4 separate regions of the Mus musculus genome follow, and regions 1, 2 and 3 are each linked to region 4. Evidence: chromatin contacts called from public HiChIP or PLAC-seq and promoter capture Hi-C data. All regions are on one chromosome and are shown on one strand. Each heading gives the region's core, a stretch centred on a gene start, on an enhancer-like site or on the middle of the called end of the contact. The rest is flanking DNA. Distances are from core to core; before and after follow the strand shown.

Region 1 (7,316 bases), core at 1,389-3,888, 660 kb after region 4:
ATTTCAAGGGAGAAAGTGGTGCCAGTCTAACCCATTGTTTAAGATCTTGTCCATCATGGCACTTAAGCCAAGCTGGCAAAAGCTTGAAGCACTCGGTCCCATAGAATCCGTAGGGAAAGCAGAGAATGACGAACATGTTGCCTATCACCCTTCTCTCTTTCTCCATTTACACAGTTAGGGATCCTCTGTCCAGGGAATGACTTGCCCACAATTAAGATAAGTCTTCCTTCATCAATTATCTCAATCAAGGCATGCCCAGAGGTCTTTTCCTGATGATTGTGGATTCTGTCAAGTTGACAGTTAGCATTTACCATGGTGGTCACTCACAGAGCATCTGTCAAACCTACCTCATACGCTGCCCCCCCCATCCAGTACCAAGGCTGAAACTACAGAGATAATCAAGCCGTAATCAGGCAGATACTTGCAACCTCATTTTGATGGTAGGGTAGGTTCAGAGGGATTGGCTCCTTATACAAGGTAACTAAAAACAGGATAGAAGTTTTGGTGTCTCTATTTCTATCTGTGTCTGTACTTTATACTGAAGACACAGAAACAAATAATGTAAGGGTCTGTGATTTGGCAAGAATGATACCCTAGACTCAAACAGTATGCAACAGCAAAGAGTATTTATTCAGCAGAGAACCTGCAGGCAGAGGTCCACCATACTTCAGGATGGAAGACAGAGGTGTGGATTTTGCAGGGTCAATTTAACGCCTGTTAGGGTAGCAGTGGGTGACTTTTACCTTTCTTTCCCTTGATTGGTTGGTTCTATCACCAGGGGTTTGGGTGCCTTTGTGATTGGTTAAGGCGCTGGGGTATGTTAGGGGACTTTGACTGGTTAACTATACTTGCCTGCCTCAAACTAGGTGGTGGGGCAGCTTCAAGAGCTTCTAATTAGCTGCCCGTGAGGTTGGCTCAGGCTAAGTGGAGGGGCAGCTTCCTGAGTGGCTGCCCATGAAGGGTGTTTTATTCTGGAATTGCCTTGTTTTGGACTTTTCTAATTCTGGGAAACAGAAACTTAGGCCGAGTCTCCCAAACTGCCAGTTTGCAGCCTGTCATGGAGTCAGCCTGACTCTGGATAACTCTGTCCTCTCAACAAGTCTTTGACCTTAACTTTAACTCTAATTATTTCTCCATTTTGAATTACAGGACAGACCTACCTTCCCATGAAGAGAATTATCTAGGAGGGTGAGGCTAACCTCTCAGCAATGAACAGGTTAATAATTAATGACTTATTGAGCCACCTTAGATGACAGAACACCTTCAGTACAACCTGACAGACTTGAGTTAAGACCATGAGCAATGTTTGGGTGAACCACATCTTGACTAGATTTGTCCTCTTTCTAATGAAACAGAATAAAAAAATATCCTTTCCCTGCTGTAACCATGTCTTTAAATGGTGAATTGGCAGGTGAGCTGACCCTGATGAGGCTGTCAGAACCTATACTTTTGTCTTAAAAACTCTGGGAAGAGGCTTATCCACCTGCCAAGCCATATAAAGTGGGGAAGACACCCAGAGTTTACTGAATGTGGGGACAGGAGAGTGGAAGACACCCAGAGGCCCAAAGCTACAGGATAGGATCTCCATGACACAGGGCAACAACAGGCTATCTGAGAGGAGTCCCAGTGAGAATCGAGTATTGGTAGTATAGCAGAAGCCAGAGACCTCAAACCAGACCAATGACTCACTGCAATGAAGATTTGCAAGTAAAGATGTGTGGACAAAAGGGTGACACACTCACTTCTACAATGACATATTTTGTTTGTTTTTTATTTTCTTTTGGGGGGGGTTCAAGGGTGGTGGGTGGACACAGAGGTTCCAGGAGATGAGTAGTGTCTTAGTCAGGGTTTTTATTCCTGCACAAACATCATGACCAAGAAGCAAGTTGGGGCGGAAAGGGTTTATTCAGCTTAAACTTCCACATTGCTGTTCATCACCAAAGAACAGGATAGGAACTCAAGCAGGTCAGGAAGCAGGAGCTGATGCAAAGGCCATGAAGGGATGTTACTTACTGGCTTGCTCAGCTTTCTTTCTTATAGAACCCAGGACTACCAGCACAGGGGTGGCACCACCCACAATGGGCGCTCTCACTTTGATCACTAATTGAGAAAATGCCTTGCAGCTGGATCTCATGGAGGCATTTCCTCAAGGGAGGCTCCTTTCTCTGTGATAACTCCAGCGTGTGTCAAGTTGACAAAGGAAAACCAGCCAGTAAAAGTAGGGTTGGTGTGAATGATGTGAAATTCACATAAGAATCATAAAAGTTAAAACAAACAAAAAAAAAACCCAACCAAATAAAAATCCCTTTGGAACAGCTTTGTTGAGCTGTTATGCAAATATGAAGATCACTATGTAGGCCAGACTGCCTGGGGCTTGTAATAATTTTCTACATTTTCCTAGTGCTGAGATTCCAGGTTTTATACTGTCCACAGGTCCAGTCTCTGGGGCTGAGCGGAATGGTGAGTGTCAAGGCCCAAAACAAACACACCTGGGCCAGGAGTCTGTTAAAGCAGGAACTCACTTTATTAAACTAGGCACTTGTTTATATAGACAGGACAAGGAGGTGAGGATAGGGGTATGGGGTGAGATGACACATGGGGTGGAGTGAGATGACAAAGGCTGGGGGCGATCTCACGGGTCCTATAAGAAATTGACACATCAGCAGTGGTTAGGCAGAGGCTGTCTCATTCAGGTTGGTAGGTCCTGCTGAGTCATTCTTAAGTGGAGAAGAACGACAGGTCTTGAAAATTGAGCCAGGCTCAGGTTTGTCCAACATTATACAAGTTCTGCCCCTCACAGTTGTAGGCCAATCCATTATCCACTGAGCCATCCTCAAATCCCTAGCTATGAAGGCTTTAATGCTTTATATTCAAAGCAGCTAGACTTCCTAGGACGCTGGTTTACTTTAGTTATGTTTTCAAAGGGCTTAATTTTAAAAGATAGTAATTAAATGATTCATGTTTCCTGTTTAGTTTTGTAGAGCTTTTAACAGGATCTGGCTCATTTAAACTTGTTTAGGTTGAAATCTTTTATCAACCATTTTATAACTCCTTTATAAACATGGTTATCTCATATATGAAGTATACTTAACAGATCAAGTGATAAATCTACTCATTGTCCTTGCTGCTGTTTTTGAATATATGTTTCAAGATGTTTCAAAATGTAATATATTTTTTAAAGAGATAGGCTTTCACAATGCTCATAGTCTGGTCTCTTCTAGAACTTTCTGTGTAAAGTAGGCTTGCCTTGAACTCACAGAGATCTTCCTGCTTCTGCCTCCCTGGTTCATGGATTAAAAGCAGACACTTAATATGTGTATCTAAGCAATTTTTAAAAATCATCTTTATTTTGAATCAGGGTCTCATGTAGCCTAGGCTAGCCTACAACTCACTATGTAGCCAACGATAACCTTAAACTTCTGACCTTTCTTCTTCAATTTGCCAAGTGATGGGTTACAACCTTGTGCCACCATAAGCAGTAAGGACAAAATTTGGTGCTCCAATGTAAAATAGGAACTTAACTACAAGTAGGCCAATGTTCTAAGAAAGTCTGAATGCCTTGAACAAATCTTATGGTCAGTCATAGTGAAGAATCCCTGCAACCCCAGCATTCAGAAGACAGTTGCATGGGGACTGCTGCAGGATTGAGGCTAGCCTGATCTAAAAGCAACTAGCCTTTGTCTAAAATACTGTTCTGCTCTCAGTGGGGTTTGCAAAAAGGCATTGACTTAGCTGAGCAGGTTTTGTTTGCTTCCTGCTGCTTTTGTCAGGCTTTGAGTACTAAGGAAAGGAGTTCTGACAAAGTCCAGATTCATTTAAGTTCCTGCTTCTGTCAAGCTTGTTACATGGGCACTTTATGCATGCTATTACTTTAAGGTGATTCTATGGCTTTCAAACCCTTCCCATCTGTGACTAAACAGGCACAGAGATGTGTGTCCAAACATTCGAATATTGTGAAAATATTTGTATAGTTAAAGGCACATATGCTTAACACATATAAAATGATGAACAAGTATTCTCTTTCATATAATATATATTGATTCTGGATTTGTAACACAAAATGGCTAATAAAAAATTTTAAACATCTCTACTTTTTATTATATACTTGCCATTTAGGCAAACCTTCTATTTAAACCTGTTCTAAATTTATTTATCTCAACCAAATAAGCACTTGGGTTTTGTATATATGAACTCGTAGGAACATCAGAAAATTATTCTATTGGAGTACATTGTCTGAAAATTTGTTAGAAGTCTAGATTTTTTTTTATTTTTGCCAATGCAGTAAACATGTGTTTACCTAGATAAATATTTTAAAATTTGCTTCAAAAGTAGAAACTTCAGATGGGGAGTTGTCTAGTGTGATAGTACCTGCTGCACAGGCATGGGGACCTGAGTTCAAATCCCCAGCACACACATAAAAGCTGGGCACAACCATGCAAGTCCTCATAATCATAACAGTGGTGAGAGAAGATAGAAATGGGAGGATTTCTCAGGCTTGCTGGCCTCTAGCCCAAACACACACACACACACACACACACACACACACACACACACCACACACACACACACACACACACACACACACCACACACACACACACACACACACACACACCCCACACACACACCACACACACCACACACACACACTACACACACACACACACACACACACACACACAACACACACACAAAACACACACTGCAAGTTCTTTGAGAGGGTGGACCTTTTCTTGGCTCTTACTGAGTTTAGTTCTCCGTGCTAGGATCTTAGGCAATCACTAGTAACCAAAGTCACCCCGAAGCCATTGGATTCTCAATTCCTTGTCTCATATCCAAGAAGAATATGGAAGCATGGGCAAAGAGTGAGGAAAGTGAACACTGATTTATTTAGAGAAAATTGGGGGATTCCCCAGGAGCGGGAGAGGCTACAGGGGAGGAATATGACCATGTTCTCCGCCTGGTGGGCTTTTATGGATATGGATGGAGACTAATGGTTGGAGCATCTCATGAGCAGAACGTGTGAGACCACACAATCTGTGCAACCTTCCTTCACCCAACAAGATAGTTACTCATTTATTCAGGGGATCACGTTTACTATGTGATTAACTCATGACTTCCTATGCACCTTGCCCTTGTTGTTTGAGGGCAGTTATCTCCTTTTTTAGAAGTAGAAGTTAAATTAATGTCTATGTAAAAGACTTCTAAGTAGCTCTGTGTTCACTGTTCTGGTGTCTTTGTATGTTTAGTGTATCTATGTTGCTCGATTGTGTAAGCCTTTTAGAATACAAAGCTTAGCGGAACATTTTGCTAACTTGGTATCCTCTAACATGAGATGGTCAGTGGTACTTTCCATATCCAGGCTTGTGATCCTGTATCCCTATTTATGTCGTGACTACCACCTTTAAGCAAAAACAGTCACACATGCCCTAGACCTCACTCCAGGTGGTGCTCTTTGATGAACAGAAGGTATTGGGTATAGATCAGCAAATGAATACATTTGTAAAAAAAAGGTCTAACTTTTTAAACTATTTTTATCTCATTTATTTTGTTCACATGTATATGGACTACTTTATAGTATGAACTGAGATAATGTTGCATCAATGACAATACCTTGACTATGACTGCATAGTTATGTACACCTCTGTGTTGTGGTTTGAATGAGCATGGCCTCCATTGCCTTATATTTGAAGGCTTGGTTGGCAGTGGAACTGTTTGAGAAGAATTAGGAGGTGTGACCTTGTTAAAGGGGGTATGTTACTGAGGGCGGGCTTTAAGCCCATACCACTTTCAGGTAGTTCTCCTCTCTCTCTCTCTCTCTCTCTCTCTCTCCTGCTCTCTCTCTCCCTCCCCCCCCTTTGTACTTGTGAATCATATATAAGCTCTCAGCTACTGTTCCTCTGCCATACTTCCTGCCTACTGCATGGGCCCCACCATGATGGTCCTGGACTCTAACCCTATAGAACTGTGAGCCCCCAAATAAATACTCTCTTCTATGAGTTGCCTTGGTCATGATGTTTTGTTATGGCAACAGAAAAGTAGCTCTCTATTTAAGCCTAAACTTGATGTAACTGCCCTGAATATGGAATTGACATCACTGGGACTTTTTATTGGCTCTTTTTTCCACGACTTGTCTCTTTAATTGGCATACTGGGACCAGGTGGCTGAGCCTACCTAGCCTGTTGGAGCTGGCAGTTCTGCTGTAAAACTCAGGTGACAGTGCTATAATTAGAGCTAGTATGATTTGCACTCCATCAACACAAACATCAAAATTTCTAGACTGCACCAGAGAATCACTTGATCACCGCTCCACAGCTTCATTTAATGACTAAAAATATATTGCTTTCAAATAAAGTCCTAACCAAAACAAATTCTTCCCTCCCTGAGTCAAATAGCTACATCTGTTCAGCAAGGTCAATCTATGAATGCAATTGAAAATAGGAATTAAAATAGGAAAGCCCGTGTTCACTTATACATACTAATTACTAAAGTCCTTTCGTTTCTGAATTAACATTCCCCTTCTCCTTTAAGGGTATGGTGTTTTATATGTTTTTGTTCTTTGTTTTGCTTCTGAAAGAGCTTAAAATAATAATAGAGATGGTTTGCAGTGAAAAAGTTCCTTCCTGGTCCATTGGATGGTTGGTGGTGTTTTGGGGGCTGTACTTGAGCCAACCTCTCTTCTATTATGAATTTTCTGTCTTCCTCAGAACAGCGATGTCCAATTCTGCCCAACCCAGGCCCCAGAGATTCAGGGGACATGTGTAGGATGAAGGGGCTGGTAGGCTTGAACTCCCCAGCAGTAGAGCCACCACTGTGAGGAAGGCACATGGACCCTGTGCAGTGTGAGCCTGAAAGGACATGGAAAGCCCAGGTGTCCATCAGCCCAGCTTTAGGAAATTCCTTCATCAGTGCACAAATACATTCACAATTTGAATTAACTAAAAGTGATTGAGATTGGTTTGATTGAAGAAAGAATGTGTGGTAGTTTGAATACAAATGGCCCTGTTGGCTCAGACAGTTGAATGACTGGTCATTAAGGAGTGGCACAACTTGACAGGGATTAGGAAGTGTGGTTTTGTTGGACAGGCCTTGTTGAAGGAAGTGTGTCATTGGGGGTGGGTGTTGAGGGTTTCAGAAACCCAAAGCCAGTCTCTCTCTCTCCCGCTCCCCCGCCCCCTGCCCCTGTTTGCTTCCTGCCAATCAAGATGTAGAACACCATGTCTACCTGCCTGCCATGCTTCCCACCATGATGATAATGGACTAAACTTCTGAAATGTAAGTCAGACCCAATTAAATGTTTTTCTTTATAAGATTTGC
Region 2 (6,968 bases), core at 2,786-5,285, 720 kb after region 4:
CAGGTCTCTGTACGCCACGCAGACATTGCTTTTTTTTTTTATTTTTTTGTTTTTGTTTTTCTTAAGGCATTTTTTATTAGATATTTTCTTCATTTACATTTCAAATGCTATCCCCAAAGCCCCCTATACCCTCCTCCGCCCTGCTCCCCAACCCACCCACTCCCGCTTCCTGGCCCTGGCATTCCCCTGTACTGGGGCATATGATCTTCGAAAGACCAAGGGCCTCTCCTCCCAATGATGGCTGACTAGGCCATCCTCTAATATATATGCAACTAGAGACACAAGCTCTGGGGGGTACTGGTTAGTTCATATTGTTGTTCCTCCTATAGGGTTGCCGACCCCTTTAGCTTTACCTTAGTGTCTTCACTGTCTGGTGCCAGCGTTCCAAATCCCAGCCCTAGGCAGACACTATCAGACTCCAGGTTCCTCCACAAGCTCCCTTTACAGAGCCTGGTCCCCAGCCATGTCTGAGAGAACTCCCCTTGCCCCCTCATGGTTCTTCTTTGGTGCAGTGAGTGGTACCTGCCTCTTCGCGGAGTGCTCCCCCAGTAGGCTGAGAACTTGAGTGAGGGTTACCAAGTCAACACCACTTTCCAGCTTGCCTGTGCTTTCCTACAAATCCAGACCTAGGATTTTGTTAACCTGAGACTCTGGTGGCACTGGTCTGCCTCCTGCAGTTTCTACTTTTCTTTTTCCCTCCCTCAAGCTGTTTCTGGAAGGGTTTATTAAATTGTGTCGATGCTGGGGTGATGGGGCATATCTACAATCCCAGTGACTGGTATGCTGAGGCAGGAGGATTGAGTTGCCAGACTGGGCCTTACATAAAGAAAAACTATTTCAAGATTATGTATTTTATGGTCATAAGTCTTCTTAAAATAGTAGCATTTGGGAACCCGATATTAGTTTTTTTTTTCTATATTGTGCCCTGATGCCCTGCATGTTCCAAGAAACAAGGTAATGTTCTTTAAAACCTCGTGCATCCTTGTTCGGAAATGAATGCTTCTACAGTTCCATTTAGAATTATCAGTGATTACCCACTGCTTCTGCTGTGGGGGTTGTGGGATTTCCAGAAGTGAGGGAGAAATAAACATGGGAGAACCCCCCCCCCCAAAAAAAAGAACAAAGCTCAGAGTGTATGATGCAGTGTGTCTTCAGTTTGGAAGGAGTGAGCCGTGTAACCTGCTATTCAACTAAATATGTATCTAGTTTGCTTCCATATGTACACCGTTGGTCTTAGATAATGTATCTTAGGCTTTCTATTACTCAGTAAAATCTCCAAGTTTCTGCCAATTCCATCAGTAAAGGTTTATTGTTTCCCATAAAGCCCTTAATGACTTTTTATTAGCTTTAGATTCATTTGTTGGTTTGGAAAAAAAAAAAGCTTTATTGTGTTCATAATTCTCTATCAAAATTCCTTTAATGGTTAGTAGTGCATATAATGCTGGGGGTGGGTGGGAAGAAGATAAGAGGTGCTTAGAATACTGAAGTAGTCAGGTGAATTGGCCTCCCACCCCACCCCCAATGCTAGGGATCTCTGCCTCGTGCATACCAGGCAGGCATCCCAGTGATAAGCTGCAACAGTAATCTCAGGTGAAACCAATTCAAACCTTCAGCTGCCTCAAGCTGGACTCAAGGTTGTTGAAATTCCACTTACGCCTTTTATTGGCAATGTTAACAAAAGATAAAATGACTGACAGCATCTACCCTGATCAGGCATTATTCTAAACATTCGGAGTACCAAAACACCCCAGGGATTCTGCCTAGCAAGCTTGTGAGGCCATCGTGCCTCTGTTGCCGCCCCATCTGCCACGAGCTGCTGGCATCAGAGGATCAAAGAACACCATAAGGGTACAGATGTAATGGGGTCTAGCTTCTATTGAGACCAAGCTATCACTGCAGAGATTTCTCAAAAGGAAGCCCTGACGCTTCCTGGAATATTTCTAGGGGAACAAGGAAGTGCTAAAGCTTGAAGCCCAGACCTTCTGCTTGCTAAGTAGATAGAGCCCCTACCTCCCTACTCCAACCCCCTCTTCCTTCTACAGTCTAGGTAGAACAGTCTGGAGACAGAGTGAATGGAGACATAGATCAGGGTTTGTGTCAATATTTTTGAAACAGACAATTAAAATATTTGGGCTTTGCAACCCCATAGGAGGAACAACAATATCAACCAACCAGAACCCCCAGAGCTCCCAGGGACTAAACCACCAGCCAAAGAGTACACATGGAGGGACCCATGGCTCCAGCTGCATATGTAGCAGAGGATGGCCTAGTCAGACATCAGTGGGAGGAGAAGCCCTTGGTCCTGTGAAGTCTTGATGCCCCAGCATAGGGGAATGCTAGGGCAGTTAGGTAGGAGTGGGTGGGTGGGGGGAGCATCCTCACAGAAGCGGGGGGTGGGGGTGGGATGGGGGTTTGTGGAGGGGAAACCAGGAAGGGGGATAACATTTGAAATGTAAATAAATAAAATAACCAATAAAAAGTTAAAAAAAAGAAAACTATGAAATAATGCAATTCTTATAAAACCTGGTTCAATTAAGAAAATATAACAGTCACAAAATGTCTGTTAACATAAAAATAATTTATTACTTTTGTTTTGTTTGTTTGTTTGTTTGTTTGTTTTTGAGACAAGGTTTCTCTGTGTAGCCTTGGCTATCCTGGGAATTACTTTGAAGGCCAGGGTAGCCTGGAACTCAAAGAGATACTCCTCTTTCTGCCTCCTGAGTGTTGGGATTAATGGTGTGTACAACCACTACTCACCAAGAATTTACTACTTTTTAAAACCCATAAAAGTCAAGCGTGGTGATATGAGTTTATAGTCCTAGCGCTTGAACAAGCCGGGCAGCAAGATTATGAGCTCAAGGCCATCTTGGGTTACACAATGAAACTGACTCAAAAAAAAAGTACTATAATAGTTACATATTCTAAAGTTCCAAGTCATATTTCTAATCTTGCTAAATATTAGTATTTAAAACCCATACTAAAGCATTTGGGGACCCTTAATAGTTTGGGGGCACAGAAGAGTCCTGTGTGTTCAGCTGAGTTTACCACTCATGTCTTGTCGGCTTAGTTTAAGGCAGAATTTAATTTCAAATCATTTCTTTCTTAGGTAGAGAGAATCATCTCTATGCTGTTTGAAAGTTTCTTTATTTTTCCATTGTTGTTTACAGACACTTTCCTATGTGAGTTCTAAGATTATTAAGTCTTTCTTTTGGGATGATGCTGGAAATCAAACCCAGGACCTTGCATGTGCCAGGCTCTGCCACTAAGCTGCAACCTGCTCCTGAGGGTGAGGCATTCTGAGAGCAGATCTCCAGTAGTCCTCTTGCCTCCTCTCCTCAGCTACTTGGCCCACTCCAGCCATTAGCATCCTTTGTCCCTGGGAGACCATCCTAAGCATCAGGCTTTTTCCAGTAATTAATCAGAGTGCTAAGCTAATTGACTAATGACAGTAACCCATAATGAGTGCTCGTGAGCACCTGCCTCACCTCACCTGGCTTCATGGAGGCTTCCTGACTCCTCAAAGGATCTCTGCAAGACAGGTGCTGTGTCCCCAGGAGACTGAGCGGTTTCTCTACCTTCGCATCTCTAAGTGGCTTGTGGGGTTCTCATTCTCCAGGACAGCCTGAGTTCCCATAATAGAAATCTCCACTGCTACCAACTGCTGCTTCACCAGATCTTATGCGGATGCGCCTCTGCCATGTAGACCACACTCCAAAAGCTGTTGTTTTTCCTTTTCCATCTCTTCCTTTTCTGCCTTTAGCGTTTGAGGATTTGATCTGTGGTCCTCATATGCAAATGAGTTCACATAGCCTTAGTCTTTCTAGTTCTTTTAGGTCAGACCCAGAGAAAGAAGCCATTAGCATTTAAAGAACAATACTTCATTTCACTATGGCCAGATAATGTCTTGAACACAAAGGGACAGAAGGAATTATTCCCTGGAACTGACTATTCATGAAGCCCAGCTTGGAATCTGGCAGAAGGAGTGGGGGCTGAGTCTTGCTCAGAACAAAGGGATGGGACCTAAGAAACTGCTATTCTGCCAACACCCATGTGTAATGGCTGTGGGTCTGCACTGTCTTCCAATTCTAACGCTGTGGGTCTGTACTGACTCCTGCAGTTCTGAGAAGAAGTACTGTTCTGGCACCGGCTGGCCTTCATTTTCTGAGGCTTACGGCTCAAAAGGCTCAGATGAAAGTCACACAGGGATCCTGAGACGACTGGACACTTCCTTAGGATGTCCTCGCATGGAGGTGGTCTGCAAGCAGGTGATGTGTTTTTCTTTTCTTCATTTTCTCTGAAAGGAAAGGAGCTGTTTTTCTCTTGGTGCCTCTCTTGTTCTTCCATGATATACCTTGCCATTAAAATTCACTCTACTTAGTGATCCCTCTCTCCCATCCCGTTCCTGCTTGACCATATGACACCAAAAGGCAGAGACATTAGCATCTTACTTCTTCTGGGAACCTAGGGAGGGGAGCTCAGATCCAGACAAAACTTGGTTTTGTATTTTATTGTTGTTGTAGTTATTGTTGTCATTATTATTATTACTATTATCATTATCATTATTATTATACACGAGTGTGCACACATGCACAGGCACCACTGTACACATAGGGAGGTTTTCTCCTCTACCATGGCTTCTGGGGATTAACTCAGATGGTCAGCACTGTGGGGATTAACTCAGATGGTCAGAACTGTGGCTCAACTGCTTTTTATCTGTTTCACCAATCTTCCCAGCTCAAGGAAACTCATTTTTATGTCATTGGCACTCACATTTCCTGGCGTGTTGTATAAACTGGCAGAGGTTGGCAAATGGAAAGGGCCAAGTTTTGTCTGAAGGAAAGAAAAGTGGTTGTTGGGTGCTCCCCCAGTTTATATGAATCCTTCCCCTCCTTGTGTTCATTCATCTTCATGATGGCTCCTTATTATTGTCACCATTTGACAGATTAGCAAGTCAAGGCCTCGGTGTAATCATTTGCCCACATGCTCCCTGGAGAAGTAGGACTGCTCACTACCACAGCTCTCTGTATATCCGGTTGTCCATTTTTGAACCAAATTCTAATGCAAATGGTCATGCTTCCCAGATGCTAGGCTCTGGGGTGTGGTGGGCCATGTGGGGCTGTTTTCCTGGAGAGTGACAAAGATGTTGTCTCTCCCTTGCAGTGTGAAGCTCACCTTGGCCATGTGTTTCCTGATGGACCCAAGCCCACTGGCCAAAGGTTTTGCATCAACAGTGTGGCCCTGAAGTTCAAACCCAGCAAGCCCTGACTGTTTGCAGGAGGCCTGTGTTTTGCCCTTCCTTGTGGAGCCTTGGTTCTGTAACTCGGATGGATGCCTTGCTTTATGTACTGAAGGCTTAGGTGAAGGTTGTTACTGGCCACAGGGGAATCACAGCTTCTTAGTCACCTGAAAGCAACTCAACCTGACTTCCGCTTGGGCCATGGGATTTCAATTGGCTGCCAAGGCTTCGGGTGAGACCACAGGGTGGGACCTAGGCAGGATTTCCACAGGTTCGTGGACTGACGAGGGTCCCTAAAGCCTCTGAAGGGAACCTGAGTTGCCCATCTCCATTCATTTCTTCATGGATGTACACAGATGAGGGCTCAGGGGGAAGAGAAAAGAGATGGGCTGGAACAGATGAGAGATGAGAGATCCCAGTGTTGAAGAGGAGGACAAAGTAGCCGAGCATGGGACACACATACCCATGATGATATAATGGATGAAACTTGTGGCTTCTTATCCAAAACTCCACTGACTCAGCCTTACAACACACAGCTGGGATCCATGTGAATTGAGTGAATTTTAGCGACTACGACAATGCTCTCCTTCTTTTCTTTGTTACAGCACTAAACTTCAAATATTAAAATAAAATATTGAGATCAATATTTACTTTTTTTGTCTCAGTCTGTTAATTTGCTCTTTAGGAACATGACTGTAAATCAAAATGACCAAAAAATTAATAAATAAAAATTAAAAAAAAAATCCACAGTTGGACACACTGGATCAGATGTTTTACAAATTGGGAATCTTGAATTATTTGTTAGTAAAAAGTATTTAAATAGTTCTTTTTGTGTTGTTGAAAACTTAGTTACCCCATTTTCTTCTTGCAGCTCTATTATACATTATTTGACATTTCATGTATTATCTAACCTAATGCGAATTATGGCTTCTTTTGGCTTCTAAAAAATGCTAATTTAGGCTGGAAAGATGGCTCAGCGGTTAAGAGTACTGCATGTTCTTCCAGAAGTCCTGAATTCAATTCCCAGCAACCACATGGTGGCTCACAACCATCTGTAATGGGATCTGATGCCCTCTTCTGGTGTGTCTGAAGACAGCTACAGTGTATTCATATTCATTTAAAAAGAATGATAACTTAGATCACGGATTCTAAAAGAATACTAACCCAGAACACTAATGCCATCATTTTTGTGTTATCATTGCCTTAATTATATATACATGTTGTGAAAGACTAACCTCAGAGCCAAATAACTACCATCTTGGAGCATTCAGTTGTGGCCACTTGGATCATCCCGGAGGAGTGGGGCGGGTCAGGAGCATCCCTCCTTCCTGCTGCTGTACATCCAAACTGCACATGGCCATGGCCCAGGAGAGGGCTTAGAGTTTGTAGGCCACAGAAGGGGAGACAGTGCTCCATCCACAGTGCTAGGTGAGCCTTGATTCCTGCTGGGTAGTACCTTTCTGGTGAAACTTTTGTGGGGGCAATACACACACCCCTGTTTGTAACCTCTCACTTGTACTCTGTAAGGAAGCCCAATACGCTCACTGCTTCCCCAGAACAAATTTCGGTGGAATTATGCCTCAGTGTGTCAAAATGTTGTTTCTGTGTCCCTCTGGAAAGGAATTTTAGTAACAATAAATTTTTTAAAATTACAGTTATTTAGTATTCAGTAAGGGTGTGGACACTCACATGCATTGGTGCACGTGGAGATCTGAAGACAACTTGATGTCGT
Region 3 (6,855 bases), core at 404-2,903, 630 kb after region 4:
TAGTACCATCCCTGGAGTCCTGGGGTGTATGAGAGAGCCATGAGGAGTAAGCCAGTAGGCCTCATACCTACATGGCTTACATTTCAGTTCCTGCCTGAAGTTCCAGCCCTGACTTCTTCCCTCTGTGATGTAGTGTCACCTGAGAGATGTAAGCTGAAACCCTTTCCTCCCCAGCCAAAGTTCTGTTGGGTCAGCACTACCTAAGGCAGTCACTTGCTCTTCTGTCAGTCCTTCCATCCTTTCAGCTAGTGCCATCCCCTGAAAAAAGGCTGGTAAAGTAATCCCAAGGAGTACCAGGGACAGAGAAGACATTATCTATTAGCAGGAGATACTGAAAGTAATTATAACATACGGGGCTGGAGGTGGGTCAAAGGTTTAGGACAAGCTATTTGCAGGAAGGGTACCCAACAGAAAATGGATTCAAGGAATTCAGCAGCTAGTGCCTAGTGTTAGCCAATGGAAGTGTATGAAGAGCAAGCTTTTCCACCTCCCATGCTAGGGATAATTGGTGTAAACGTGAATAACTACTCACGCAGATGTAAGCAGAGTGCCCAGAGCAATTGAAGTCTTTAATTAGCCGGGCAGTGGTGGTGCACACCTTTAATCCCAGCATTTAGGAGGCAGAGGCAGGGGCAGGGGCAGGCAGATTTCTGAGTTCATGGCTTGCTTGGAGTGAATAGTGAGTTCCAGGATGGCCTGGGCTACACAGAGGAAAATTTAAAAAAAAATAAAAGAAAAAAGAAAAAAGAAAAAGAAAACGATACAAGCAACAAAGTTTTAAATTAACATGCCACAAAATGTCTTTCTGTTTAAAATGCTACAGAATTTTAAAGAGGGAATTTGTGCAGCCATTGACACCACAGTCAGAATAGAAAAAAGCTCAGCCAACCCAGAGTCCTGCCCTGATACTGCAACTCATTCTTTTCTCTGGAAAAAAGAACGAGACCTGGTGGTGGTTTTTCTGTTATTTTTGCCTTTCCAAGGTCTTACTATGTAGCCCTAGTTAGCCTCGAACTCACTTGTAGACCAGGCTGACCTTGAATCCACAGTAATCTGCCTATCTTTGCCTCCTGAGTGCTGGCATTAAAAGCATGGACTACCAGGTCCAGCCAAGAATGACTTTGATGGGATCATTCGTGTGTTACATCTGATACTGATGTTTTCCAGCCAGCATAATGCCTTTGAGATGCTTCCAAATTGTTCTGTGCATTGGTAGCCTATCCCTTTTTACTCTTAACCAGTATTTTATTGTATGGTCTTAACACTATATACCCATCTCTTATCAAAGGACATTTGAATTGTCTCTATATTTTTAATTTAAATTAACTTTTAATATAGATGCAAAATAATGAGCTTTGTCATAGCATTTGCATATATACATACATACATACATACACACATTGTATTTTGTTTTAACTAATTTCCCTCCCCGATTACCCTTTCCTTATTTCCCTGAGGCTTCTCAGATTGACTCAGAGCATAGTTAGTATTTGGACATTTCGACAGGATATGGGGTTTTATTATTGCTTACTTTCAAAGGAAAGGGAAAGGGAAAAAAGAAGAAGAGAAAGTGAAAGAGGAAGAAGAGATCCTGGCACTGCCCAAGTTCACGGAAGGCAGCCCTGAGAAAGAGTGGAACCCTCCTCCTGACCCTGAGTTCTGTGTGTATGTGCTGGAGGTGACCAAGTCGATACTGCCCATTGTCAACCTTAAGGAGCAGATTGAGGTCCTTGCCAAGTGAGTCTCTCCCCTCTCCCTCTCCTTCTCTCTCTGTATATCTATTTTAATTTCAGATTTTTAAAAAAAAAAACTTACAGTGGTTTGCTTTTCTTTAAAGTTACTTTAAAATAAAACCAACAAAAGAAGCTGCAATGGTTTACAGCGCCCGTGCTCTGCCTTCCCGCAGAAGCACAATGACTCACACACGGGTGCTCTTCTTTTTTGTGTGAGTCAGAGTTGAAATCGCTTAGAGACAAACACCTGGTTTTTGCTTTTGCTTTTTTTTTTTTTTTTTTTTTTTTTTTAGCTAAGCTGTTAAGACACATCTTTGGTATGATCTTAGAGAGGTAGTGAGTGAATGAATCTATGTTTAAAAACCAAATTGTTCCTTAAGTGTATGAGGTACTCAGCATTTAAAGGCATCCTATTGTGAGTTCTCTCTAACCCCCCTGCTGTTTGTTTGTGTTTTGTTTTGTTTTAATACACATTTCCTTTTCTAATGGGTGTCCGCTGGTTCATTTGCTATTTCTCGGGAGTGGGCTGTGGGCACTCTGAGAGCTTGCTGCTGGACAGAACAAGCCCTGTGTAAGCCTCAGAAGTTGCTCTTCTTCACTGGGCTCCTTCCATAAACAGAGGCTGAGGCCCTGAGCAGGTCTCTAAGGGAGCAGGACTGAAAATGGGGACGGGCTCCATGATTGGCACAACCCAGCAGGTGAACTGCTGGCTTTAGCACCAGCCACAGTGGGGGCTCAGTCAACTGCAGGTGGGAGTCGAGTAGCTGTCCTCAAACCCGGAAGTGACAACTGTAAGCCTCTCAGCTGACAGATCCCCGACTTCTGTCAGACAGGACTGGGGGAGATTCAGTGCGGTTGGCTCTAGAAGGATTTCCTGTGTCCTTGAGGCTTGATGGCTCTGACTGGAGAGTCTTGTAAACACTTGTGCAGTACTTCTCAACACTGTGTTCTAGCGGAGGCTCCACACATCACTTCTGAATCAGCTTACATTTAAACAATAATAAGGAGCAAGACAATGGCAGAGGTCTGTCCAGCTGCGGGATGGGCTGTCACTACAGGTGGGGTGACTGCTCGCCTCCACCTCCCTTCCTCATCGTCCTTTGTTTTGGTTTAGTTGCACTGTTTTGTTTTCTTCTTGTGTGTTTTTAAATTTTTATTTATTCACTTTACAACCCAATAACAGCCCTTCCTCTCCTCCCAGTACTCTCTCACACAATCCTACCCCATTCCACTTCACTTTTGAGAAGTGGGAGCCCCCTCTGGGTGTCACATCCCACCCCCCACATCAAGTTGGGCGGGAGTAGGACTAGGTGCATCCTCTCCCACTGAGGCCAGGCAAGAAGGTGCTTTTAGGGGCCAGGTATCCACAGGCAGGCGGGTAGGCCAGCAACAGGTTCAGGGACAGCCCCTGCTCTAGTTAGGGGACTCGAATGAAGACCAAGCTGCTCATCTGCTACACAAGTGCAGGGAACCTAGGTCCAGCCCAGACTCGCCCTTTGGTTGGTGATAAAGTCTCTGGGAGTCCCCAAAGGTCCAGGTTAGTTGACTCTGTTGGTCTTTCTATGGAGTCCCTGTCTTCTTGGGTCCCTTAATTCTTCTCCCAGCTCTTAGTAAGATCTTCCAAGCTCCGTCTAAGGTTCGGGTGTCTCTGCATCTCTTTCCATTGACTGCTGGGTGGAGCCTCTCAGAGGACAGATATGCTAGGTTCCTGTTGGCCAGCATAACAGAATATCCTTAGTAGTGTCAAGGATTGATTCCTGCCCATGGAATGGGTTTCAATTTGGGGCAGTCATTGGTTGACCATTCCCTCAGTCTCTGCTCTATCTTTGTCCCTGCACATCTTGTAGGCAGGACACATTTTGAGTCAAAGGTTTTGTGGGTGAGTAGCTGTCCTAATCTCTCCACTGAGAGTCCTGCCTGGCTACAGGAAGTGATCACTTCAGGATCCATATCCCCCACTGATAGGAATCTCAGCTAAAGTCACTTCCATAGACCCTGTGGGGCCTCTTCCTATCCTAGGTCTCTCTGGCAGGTGAGAGAGATTGCCCGTCCCTCCCACTCCCACCATCTTCCTTCTCTCTCCCTGTTCTCCCTACATCTGAGCACCCCCCCCCAAAACCCCCCATTTAGGGTTTTTAAGGCATTATTCTTCACAGTATAGCCAAAGACCAATCTTTCCTTTAACTTTTCAATTTTTCTCCCCACCATATGTTCTTAGTTATACAGAAATTTTAGAGATGTTTGTTGACATTATCATAGGAGATAGTATTTTGGGGGTGGGGATACAAAACAAAGTATCACAATTTCTCTCTCCCACACACCTGCTACCCTTGAAGTACATTTTTCTTCCTCCTCCTCTTCTACTCTCCTTTGATGTCAGTGTTATATAATGCCATATCATTCTTAATCCAAAAGATAAATTCTAAAAGAAAAAAAGTCATGAAATTTACAGTGGGCTACTCCAGTGCACTGTACACTGGTCAGGCTGGAGAAGCCTCACAAGGGCTAGGCCAGCCTTGGCCACGTGCTGAGACCTTCTCTCACAAGAATAGAAAGAAGAAAGCTCACCAGTTAGTAAATGCCTCAACTTTCAGACTAAAATACTCCCCCCACTGTTCAAGACTAAGATAAAAATTTAAAACTATGGGCTGGTGAGATGGCTCAGGGGGTAAGAGCACCCGACTACTCTTCCAAAGGTCCGAAGTTCAAATCCCAGCAACCACATGGTGGCTCACAACCACCTGTAACAGAGATCTGATGCCCTCTTCTGGTGCATCTGAAGACAGCTACAGTGTACTTACATATAATAAATAAATAAATAAATCTTTAAAAAAAAAAAATTTAAAACTACATTTATATTCATTTGGCCTATGTTATGTCCACTGGTATCTTAGCATTCATTTTCTTTATTGTGTTGAATCAAATCACCAGGATTCCAGTGTGTATATGTGTCTGTGATTGTCTCAGTACAATAAGCATGCTGATTTTTTTCCTGCAGGTATACTTATTTTTTTTTAAGTAAAACAAATAAAAAACCAGAGGAAGTGTAGTTTTTACATGTGCAATTATATATATAATCATCTAAAGTAAGTGATTAAAACTGTTTTTCATCTCAATGTAATGAGCACAGGTATGTGGCAGATAAAATGGGCGGTAAGATTCCAAAAGAGAAGCTAGCTGATTTCAGCTGGGAACTTCATATAAGTGAGTTGAAATTTCAACTGAAATCCAATGTCGTACCAATTGGATACATCAAGAAGGGAATCTTTTATCATCGAGCGTTGCTTTTCAAGGTATTTAAGATATTTCTGTCTCTTGTCTCATTAGGTTAAAAGTGTTGTCTTTATCTTATCAGGATGAATCAGTTGCTAACATTTAACAGGATATTAATCTTTGCATTTATGCTTATTTAATTTGAAATACATGTGACTATACACACACAGAGGCACACACACACACACACACACACACACACACACACGTGCACCTGCACATACATTTCATCAGATTACTAGAAGTACTGTCATTCAAATTTATCATCTACCTCTGTCCTTTTGGGATTCCTGCAGGGTTCGGAGGTTAGAGATAGGACTGTGATACAGTCTGCTGTTAAGAGGTGCCTAAGTCTCTGAGGTGGTGCCAGAGAAGGGCTCAGAGAGAGAAGTGACACACGGCCAATCTGTTGGAGGCTACATAGGTTCTATCAGCTGTCAGGTGTGCTGGAGCTCACACACCGGCAATCCTGGTTCCTGGGAGGCTGAGGTGGGAAGATTTTCTAGTTTGAGGCCACCATAGGCTGCACAGCAAGACTCTGCCGTTTAAAAACAAGTCTCGGTGCTGGAGAGATGGCTCAGCGCTTAAGAGCACGGACTGCTCTTCCAAAGGTCCTGAGTTCAACACGCAGCAACCATATTGTGGCTCACAACAACCTGTATTGGAATCTGATGCCCTCTTCTGGTGTGTCTGAAGACAGCTACAGTGTACTCATATAAATAAAATAAATCTAAAAAACCAAAAGAAAACAGAAAAAAACAAGTCTCCGAGCCAGGAAGGTGGCTCAGCAGGTAAGGACACTTCCTAACCAAAGCAGATGACCTAAGATTCTTCCTCAGGATCCACAGAGAGAAGGTGAATGTGCACATGCAAACACACACAAACACACACAGGGAGATAAACACACACACACACACACACATACACACAGATAAACACACACACACAGGGAGATAAACACGCTGAGAAATAAACATACAGACACACACAGGGAGGTAAACACACACACACACAGATAAACACACAAACACACAGTGAGATAAACATACAAACACACATAGGGAGATAAACATACAACAGATAAACACACAGAGAGATAAACATACAAACACATACAGGGAGATAAACACACACAGAGATAAACACACAAACACACACAGGGAGATAAACAGACAAACACACAGAGAGATAAGCATACAAACATACACACAGATAAACATACAAACACACAGATAAACATATAAACACACACATGGAGATAAACACACATAGATATAAACACACAAATACACACAGAGAGATAAATATATAAACACCAGAAAAGTAAACACACAAACACGCAGAGAGACAAACACACAAACACATACAGAGAAAGAAACACACAGAGAGAAATACACATGCACACACACACACAGAAAGAGGGGGGTGAGAGGGAGAAGGAGAGAGAGGAGAGAGAGAAACACAAACATACACACACACAGAGAAAAAAATTTCACTAGGTAGAAAAAAAAACAACTTTCTAAACAATATAAACAGCTACACTTAAAATAACGTTGGTGTGAGAAGCAGTTGTCCATTTAAGGACTGCAGAGTCTATCATGTGGATAGAAAGCAGAAGGAGGGAAAGAGAGAGTGGGCATATTTGAAGGCCTGAGATGAAGCATCAGATGAATCTGCCCTTCACCCTAAAATTTGAGTCAACACTCAAATGTATTTTGTCAGGAGTGTGTGTGTGATTTTGAAAGGCCATTCATGTTGTAGACCGAGGAATGAATTAGAACAGACACACACCTAGAGACAGGACAACCCACTAGATTGTGGGCAGACAACAAGTACAGGTGACAAATTA
Region 4 (7,772 bases), core at 5,089-7,588:
ATAGAATTTGTATTTGGTTGAAAACAACATTCATCAACTATCATAATTAAAATGTTAAATTCTAAACCAATATTATTTTAAATTATAAATGTATTTCAAAACATTATAAAACTTTATCTACTGCCAACAGCAGCCTCCAGGGTAACATACACAACCTGTTCCTTCTAAACATTGCTTGAAACACCTGGAAGCCTTGGTGAGGCCAAGTCCATCTTCATCAAGCTGCAGAATAAGGAATTTGTGATGGAGGCTCCACATAGGGCCAAGTTCAAGTAATGTGAATGCCAGCAGATTCATCTCAAAGAAGTTTGGCTTGATAAAAAGGGGGAGTGGGCTTCAGCAAGTTTGATACAAATTAATTTAAATATATGGTAGCCAAGTTCATCCCTGATGGCTCTCAGGGTCAAATCCATCTTTGGTCAAGGTTCCCTAGAAAGGCTCTACATGCCTGAGGCTCCCATTTCTGAGTCTTACACCCCATCAAACCATGCTCATTAATAACTCTCACGTTTATCCTGAAAGCAAACAAGCCTTGTTTCCTAGACCTTTCTTTGCTCTGCTCTTTAAAAATCATTTACATTGTTGCGGGTTTGTTTTTAGCTGTGTTAGGGATTGAATCTAGGGCATTAAACATACTCGGAAAGTTCTGTTGCTGAGCTACACCCCCAGTTTCTTTTAAAATTTAATTTTCGTTTAAATGCTTATTTTAAGTGAGTTCAAAGTACATTTAACATAGTCTTTTTCGTGTTTATAATGCATTTAATTCAAACCATGCCTTCTATATGTAATTTTCCTGCCAGAATGTATCATTTGATAAGTGAGAATAGGCAACTCTTGCAGTTTATAAGCAAGGACAGATTCTCATTTATCTGAGTTTTAATCTATAAAACATTCCTTTCCCTTTTCTCGTCTTGTTTTGCTTTCATTTGCCTTTGAAAGTTAATTTCCTTTGATTAAATGGAGGCTATTTATACATTAAAAATTTTTAATTTTAATATATGAAAAGCAAGTTCTCAAAATACAAACTTTAAAGGTAATTGCTATAGGCAATCATATTACCTGGCATAGTCTCTCTCTCTCTCTCTCTCTCTCTCTCTCTCTCTCTGTGTGTGTGTGTGTTTCAAAGAACTCATGGATCTGACCAAAATTCCAATTTCTGAGGCCAGAGAAAATATAGTTAGAATCAGTTCTAAATCTAGAAGTAAAGAGGGACACTTGTTTCAGATAGTCCCCTACTGTTGTTAAGAAGTCGAACATCTGGAAACTGGCTTCTTAACATGGCAACTGATGACCCAACTGGTCCACCTGGGATGTCACCATGTTGCCCTGCTGGAACCAGTACAGCTAGGGAAATCTTGAACTGAACATGGGGAAAAGAAAAGAAGCAACCTCTTTGTTTTCCTCCTGGTAAAGGACAAGGCTTTTCTTATCAAGGATAAGGATGCTACACCTTCGCCCTTGCTTTTAATTTCTTTCTCTTCCTAAAAATATCCTAACAATGTAACGGACAGACTGTACACGTGAGGAATGTGATACATCTGTCAGCATGAACTTGTTTCCACATGTCTGAGCTGCATTTTTACCCTCTTCCAGCTGAACCATGGGTCATTCAAACTGACACCAAATCAATGCCATTGGATGAAGGTGGGATCTTTATAATTCAGAGGGGAGAGAGAGAGAGAGAGAGAGAGAGAGAGAGAGAGAGAGAGATCTATTGAAGACTTATCTTCATTGTCTAAGTTGTCTATTTAATCTATTTAATAGAATTTGCTAGATGATCGACCATCTCCTGACCATCATGCCGTCACAGCTGTTCACTGGTGAGGGAGATTAAAAACACAATGTTGTTTCAAGGGTAAACTTCCTTTTAACAATCTAGGTTTTTTAAAATATAAGTTGCAGTCATGTAAGCCACTTGATGAATTTGAAGACACATTAGTGTTTTCTCTTTGTGCCCAAGTTCCAAGAACCAGGATCCAGCCCATTCTTTTCTCACTGTATTCTTTTCTTCCTAGTTTCCTCACCTTTACATTGAAGTCTGTCTTCATCTTTTGACAAATGACAGTTGTTCATTCGCATTTCTTTCTCATAAAACATTTCCTCAGTCCTCTCTCATAACTTTGGCACATGTGACTTAGATATTCCCATCTCTCTTAACTACTTTGCTGCAAAGCAAATGCCTGGACACGTTCATTTTGATGTTACCCTGAAGCCAGCCCTAAAGGAAGGAAATTAGTTACTAATATGCAAGGAATTTGTCTAAAGGATGTTGCTTATTTTCTAGACTGTTTAGTTATGAAGACTTGAAAATTGAAAATAAGTAACTTGCAGTTGCTCCTGGTGGCCAGGTGCCTTAAATCTCAGCAGAGGCAGGCAGATCTCTGTGAGTTCGAGGCCAGCCTAGTCTACAAAGTAAGTCCAGGACAGCCAGGTCTGTTATACAGAGAAACAAACAAACAAACAAACATAACTTGATGTTCATGCATGTCCCTTTAATTTCAGTCATCTTGTTCTTACTTTAGCAGCTAACACAAGCATGGCAAGACACCAGTGATGGTAGCGCTCACAATTCACTTCAGACATGCCAAAGGTTTCTTGTCACTATCTCAACTATAGAATTCTCTATTTACAAAGTTTTAACTAAAGTAGTATGTTTCCTCCAGGACAGGTCTTGAGATGTTTCCTTTAAAAGAAAAAGAAAAACAACTTCTCAGCAGCATGATAATTTGGCCTTTTTGAATCTTGGATCTAAACTATTTAATTTTCCTCTTTGTTCAATTATGAAGTTTTTATACTTTATATGTATTCATTTAAAAGGAGAAAATGGTATGAAATGTCAAAAGATCTATTTAAATGAAAATGGATCCACTGAGTATTAATTTCAATATCTCAAATTAAATTTCAAGAAGAAAACCCAAAGTGCTTATGCAGAACATAAAGATGACTTTCCTGAGGTTTCAGAGGATATTTTATGACGGCTTTCACGTCCTGGTCTCTGTGGGCTCTCAGGTCTCACTTGCCCTCCCATCCCAACCCTGACTCCACAGAAATGAATTTGCATTTGGTTCTCAAATTCACACATACAGACTAAGCTAGACTACACTGAGAAAATTGTTATATACATCTAAAGAATTATTGTAGCAGTGAACATTTTAGAAGTTGAGACTTCCTTTTATATTTAACTCAGAAAAAAACAAAAACAAAAACAAAGCTTTACTGTCTCCTTTTAACATCCAGATCACTGGAACTCTATCGTCCTGAGTGTGCGAACCTGACCATTCAAATCCCTAGTCTTAACTGTGCCTTACCAAGTTGGACACCTAATAAAAATAAATGCATATGGATAGGACCTATAAACTTTATTGAAATGCTTTTGACCTAAACTCTCCAAAGGTCATGTAGAACTTGGTTAAATATTCCTTCCAACTGTCCAGTTGTGGTAAAGGTGATTTTAAAAAATGTTATTTTCTTTTGCAAATTTTCCAAGAGCTTATTATAATTATCAAAGAAATCATATTGGGAGTAATAAGCAAAATGGATCCTTTTGTACGGGTAGTTTTTAGCTATTTGTTGCTGTCTTCTCTATCCCTAGGAGATGAACAGGTTGTTTGATGGGGAAGAATCAAACAGATCCTCTACTATGCTCTTCAAACTTCTAGATAGCTCCTAGGTATTTGTGCATATTTGTTTTGATTTCCTGCCCACAGATGTCCAATGGACTCTTTAAAGAAATACTTCTCTCAGCTTGCTTTGCATGAAAGCAAAAAGTACTTGTTCACCTAAAAATGGTTTTTTAATTCATAAATCTAACACAATACAGCAATAAGGCCATTGGGGAAGGCTGACCACAGGGATCATATTAAAGTCCTGGCCAGTTGTCATTGTAATGACAATACAGTAGCCAACATTAAGGTGTTAAAACAAACAGCCTGTTCAAAGGATGAAGTGCTCTCAGAAACTCTAAAACATTGTTTAAAGGGATACTTTTAGGTTCTTGAAATAACTTCTAGGTTCTTAAAAAGTAAAACGAACTCATCAGTACCTGATACTTCACTATTTGTAACAATAAAGGCAAGGCACATTATTCACATGAAGATGCTTGAATATTGTTACTTTCAGCTCCTCAAGCTGTTCTTTTAAAATGTCCTTTGCGGTCATATACAGTCTATTGGCTTTGAGTCTGCAAAAAACTGTAAAGTTGAATGGAAGTTTCAAGACTGGTTTCAGCCATGGAAGCAAAACGGTCTAAGTACTTCCTTGCCCACTTTCAGAATGTATTCAGTTTTTCTAACAATATAAAATGTGTGGATTTTATGACTGTGGCCAAGGAAGTCTACAGCATGTCTTTTAATAATCATGTTTCTATATTTTGCAAGGGCTTGTCAAAGGCACATATGTTCATTAAATGAAATATTCACCAAAGGGAATAAAGGAAAATTTACCTATTGTAAGAAAATCTAATTTTTAGCATGGAAAAACACCATGGTTTAAATTTTGTGGGGAGAGCTGGAAATGTAGCCATTACTTAGGCCTATCACAGGAATATATTTGGACAGAAAAGACAAGTGCCCTGTAAATACTGACACATGGGCATGCTTGATGTGGGGGCTATGAGGGGAACTGAGCATTGCAAATTGCCTAGATTTATGCCCACAAGCTCCCTACCATTTGTTCACTCTTCTCTTTTTAAACAGCTTTACAAAGCCCATGCTCACACATTTATCTTTTCATTTCTTGATAGTAAACTATGATCAGAGCTACCAACTCAAATTCTGAGTGGTAACACTCAGTGATCATAAAATATATAACAAAGAGAATGTTTCAGTGTTGTTAATATTAACATATACACTGTTCTTTCCTGTAAAATATTCCCTGGGCAAATCAAGTATCTTGAATTTTTTCAACTGTCTTTGGGGGGTGGGGAGGGTTAAAAAAGAAGCAGAGAAGTAGGGGTGGGGGAAAGAGAGCATAATTAATAGGTATTTGTTCCATGAAAACCCTTGGGAGACTTCTAAGCCTTTCAGGCTGGTGAGTTCTCACCTAGAGAGGGGACTGCACGTGCTTTTGAAAGCTTGGCTGAGCAGCGCTATTCAACTTGTTAGACGCTCAAGCATTCCAATTGTGCCTGTTACTATGAAGTGGGGTACTGTCCAATGTGACAACGTGCAACATGACACTCAGACATGCTGACTTTATTCATTAATAACAACCATTCCCCCACAAATAAGCATCTAAATTAGGAAAAACAAAAGTGTTTCAAGTTGAAACTGTCGTTGCTCTGGGAGAGTAAAAGACAATTCTTGCTCTACGGCCCTTTTCTTCATTCTTTCAAAACTGGATTTTTTTTTTAAGCTTTCAAATTCTTTTAATTAAAAAAAATGCCTAATGTGTCTTACTTACTTTGGGGTTTTCTTAACAAAGAACTATTCTTGTCCTCCTAAACCAACCTCGTATTAAAAAAAAAAAAAAAGAAAAGAAAGAAAGAAAAAGAAAAGGAGAAAGTTAAACTTTATACAGGATTTGTCTTTGAAGTTATGAGTCGCTAAAGAAGTAATTCATTTATACTAAAGATCTTGCCATTCCTAACCGTACTTTAGATGAGTATCTCGTATTTATTTACGAAGACTCTATTGAGTAATTAAAGCCACGGACGTAGTGAGTTTAGGAGCACAGAATTTATATGACAGAGTGCTTTCGAAAGGTATTTATTCGCAGTAGCATATAAAATTTTTTAATAATCCTGTCAAATATGTTCATGAATAATTTATTAATCTCCCAATTGTTAACTACCGGGCGTGCACACACCCGCCTGTGTCCTGCACATCACGCAGAAATCTACTGCCATGTTCCTGAAGTGACAAAGACAAGGTAAAACTGGTATATTTAAGATGTCCTCAGCCTCACAAAAGGGCAGCGCTGCGGGTCAGGCTGGCGAGTTAACACACGCACTCAGTCTCCCGTTGTCCCGAAGCCCAGCTTCTGGCCACACTCGCGGCGGCGGGGTTCCCGCGCCTCCCTGCACCAGGCCCAGTGGGGACAGAGCTGGTGCGGTCCCAGGTGAGCGCCAAGCGGGACCAATGGGCGTCCGCGCTCGCCGCGGCCGAGGCCAGCGCCTCCCAGACCGTGCGAGAGGCCGGCGCGTCCCGCCCGAGGCCCGCAGGGCGGCTGAGACGAGAGGCCCAGCCGCCGCCCGAGCTTCACCCGAACCCTCCCGAACCTCCCCGAGGCGTCGCCCGAACCTCTCCGAACCGTCCCGAGCCGTCGCCGAACCTCCCCGAGCCGCCCCGCCGCGGGTGCGCGCGCCCGATCAGCTGGGCGCGCGCCCCGAGTCACGTGGTGTGCGTGTCGAAGGTCACGGCGCGCTCACAATGGAGCTCTCGGAGTCTGTGCAAAGAGGCATCCAGACGCTGGCGGATCCCGGTTCCTTTGACTCCAACGCCTTCGCGCTTCTCCTCCGGGCGGCTTTCCAGAGCCTGCTGGACGCCCGGGCGGACGAGGCCGCGCTAGGTAAGCGGCTCTCCCGCCGCCGCGGCCTGGGCGGAGGGGCGCCCGGCAGAGCCGCCAGCCCGGCGCCTTGGGCACAGCTCCGGCCCGGGCAAGTCCCCGGTTTTCGCCCAGCCCGACTGTGGGGACCCGAGCGGGCCCTGAGCGCCGCTGTGCCCCCGCAGGGCACCTACACGGGGCCAGCTCTACGCTCCTGGCCTGGTTTCCCTGCCAGACTGTTTCTTTGTTCCTTTGTAAAGCCGTGTTCAAGTCTAGTTTGTGGCCTAAATGTGTGGGGGTTTTCAGCCTCCTCGGAGGCTGCAGCTGTTTTGACACTTGGACTTCAACTGGGGAGGTCCTGTGATTCAGCCTCCCCCAGCTGGGCTGGAGGGGGTTGAAAAGGCAGTTTCCGAAGCAATGGCTGGGTCAGACAGCACTGACATTTTCCAACCTACAGAACACCTCCGGATTCTCTGATCACTCCAGCACGGGCGTTCAGAGTGTTAAGCCCAGGTTATTCGTCCAGAACCCTCAAGTAGGGCGCCTAATGTTTTGTTCTGCAGCGGCTACCAGGAAGAGAGACTATTTAAAATGTCTGGTCGCAGACTGCAATTGTCATAATGGATTAAGAGCGTACTTTAAGACAAATCACTTCTAGATAATTCCCTCAAATCTATCAACACATTCCAGAACTCCTTGGGTCTCCACACCCCCCCCCCCCGTTTCATACTAGATACTTGGACAACAAGTATGAAAGTGGAAGCTGTTCTTAAAGCCCCCCCCCCCCCCCAATTAACCACTACCTGGTTTATCTCGAAGCTGTGTGTGTGTGTGTGAGAGAGAGAGAGAGAGCGAGGAGAGGTGGGGGGACTTGAAGATATTAATGGGATTTTGATATTTCTGTTGTGCATGCTAATGTATGCCCTCCTATCAAGCTTCTTTGATGTATTTATGTTCATGGAGTCAATTGCTCTAAAATGTCTTTTGAAAGTTGTTCATTTTGAAATTTACTGTGTAAACTACCTTCAGTTTCTCCTTTGCTTTCAGTCCATCCAGCAACCACTGCCCCCCCTTTCTTTGAGGTATTTAAAAAAAAAATACTAAGACGAAATAAAAGAAGGTAATTGAAAAGAGAGTGACAGCAGATTATTGATGTATTCTCTTTATTGTTTTGCAGTTAACCTTGTTCATCTCATCCATTTACAATTGAATTTTTGTTATATTTTCTAAAGAGGAAGTTTTACCAAAACCAAATATTCCTCTTAGGAACAGGGGCCTAAAGGATTTGT

What was found. Promoter capture Hi-C pulls out the DNA fragments that hold promoters and counts their contacts. HiChIP or PLAC-seq counts read pairs in DNA pulled down with a chosen protein or histone mark.
Region 1: a FOXA1 HiChIP or PLAC-seq map of pancreatic cancer cells shows a contact between it and region 4. The contact joins the enhancer-like site here to the promoter of Commd3 in region 4. A contact is called at or near these places in 12 of 39 promoter capture datasets (the 3T3-L1 cell line, the C10 cell line, the HPC-7 cell line and 9 more), 1 of 484 Hi-C or Micro-C datasets (cerebral cortex), 18 of 115 datasets of contacts at active chromatin or transcription factors (bone marrow-derived macrophages, craniofacial prominence, differentiating embryonic stem cells and 13 more) and 1 of 9 other capture datasets (embryonic stem cells).
Region 2: a contact with region 4 is called in an H3K4me3 HiChIP or PLAC-seq map of embryonic stem cells, with 7 read pairs. The contact joins the enhancer-like site here to the promoter of Commd3 in region 4. A contact is called at or near these places in 9 of 39 promoter capture datasets (the C10 cell line, cranial neural crest, embryonic stem cells and 6 more), 1 of 484 Hi-C or Micro-C datasets (uterus) and 12 of 115 datasets of contacts at active chromatin or transcription factors (bone marrow-derived macrophages, embryonic basal ganglia, embryonic forebrain and 6 more).
Region 3: a contact with region 4 is called in a promoter capture Hi-C map of neutrophils, with 5 times the contacts expected there. The contact joins the enhancer-like site here to the promoter of Commd3 in region 4. A contact is called at or near these places in 12 of 39 promoter capture datasets (the C10 cell line, the HPC-7 cell line, cranial neural crest and 8 more), 3 of 484 Hi-C or Micro-C datasets (the G1E-ER4 cell line, bone marrow-derived macrophages and uterus), 19 of 115 datasets of contacts at active chromatin or transcription factors (CD8 T cells, DN3 thymocytes, T-cell acute lymphoblastic leukemia and 15 more) and 1 of 9 other capture datasets (adipose tissue).

The regions. Positions count from the first base shown.
Region 1 is chr2:19,325,358-19,332,673 of GRCm38.p6, forward strand. No RefSeq gene overlaps it. Among named protein-coding and RNA genes, the nearest start is that of 4930447M23Rik, 15 kb to the right of the region's middle. Within about 2 kb of position 2,639, at least 27 of the 459 cell types and tissues checked have an H3K27ac peak or open chromatin away from gene starts, as enhancers often do. A contact at or near this core is called in pancreatic cancer cells, where this site is marked.
Region 2 is chr2:19,389,091-19,396,058 of GRCm38.p6, forward strand. Msrb2 (methionine sulfoxide reductase B2) reads left to right here. Exons shown (of 5, transcript NM_029619.2): 4 at 4,118-4,265; 5 at 5,161-5,880. The coding sequence ends at 5,265. Among named protein-coding and RNA genes, the nearest start is that of Msrb2, 21 kb to the left of the region's middle. Within about 2 kb of position 4,036, at least 9 of the 459 cell types and tissues checked have an H3K27ac peak or open chromatin away from gene starts, as enhancers often do. A contact at or near this core is called in embryonic stem cells, where this site is marked.
Region 3 is chr2:19,298,933-19,305,787 of GRCm38.p6, forward strand. It overlaps Armc3 (armadillo repeat containing 3), which reads left to right. Exons shown (of 20, transcript NM_001081083.2): 18 at 1,540-1,737; 19 at 4,864-5,026. Among named protein-coding and RNA genes, the nearest start is that of 4930447M23Rik, 42 kb to the right of the region's middle. Within about 2 kb of position 1,654, at least 126 of the 459 cell types and tissues checked have an H3K27ac peak or open chromatin away from gene starts, as enhancers often do. A contact at or near this core is called in CD8 T cells, DN3 thymocytes, the G1E-ER4 cell line and 11 more, where this site is marked.
Region 4 is chr2:18,666,097-18,673,868 of GRCm38.p6, forward strand. It overlaps Commd3 (COMM domain containing 3), which reads left to right and starts at 6,339. Exons shown (of 8, transcript NM_147778.4): 1 at 6,339-6,507. The coding sequence starts at 6,369. Gm33355 (a long non-coding RNA gene) reads right to left here and starts at 6,308. Exons shown (of 2, transcript XR_374026.2): 1 at 6,240-6,308; 2 at 2,478-2,683.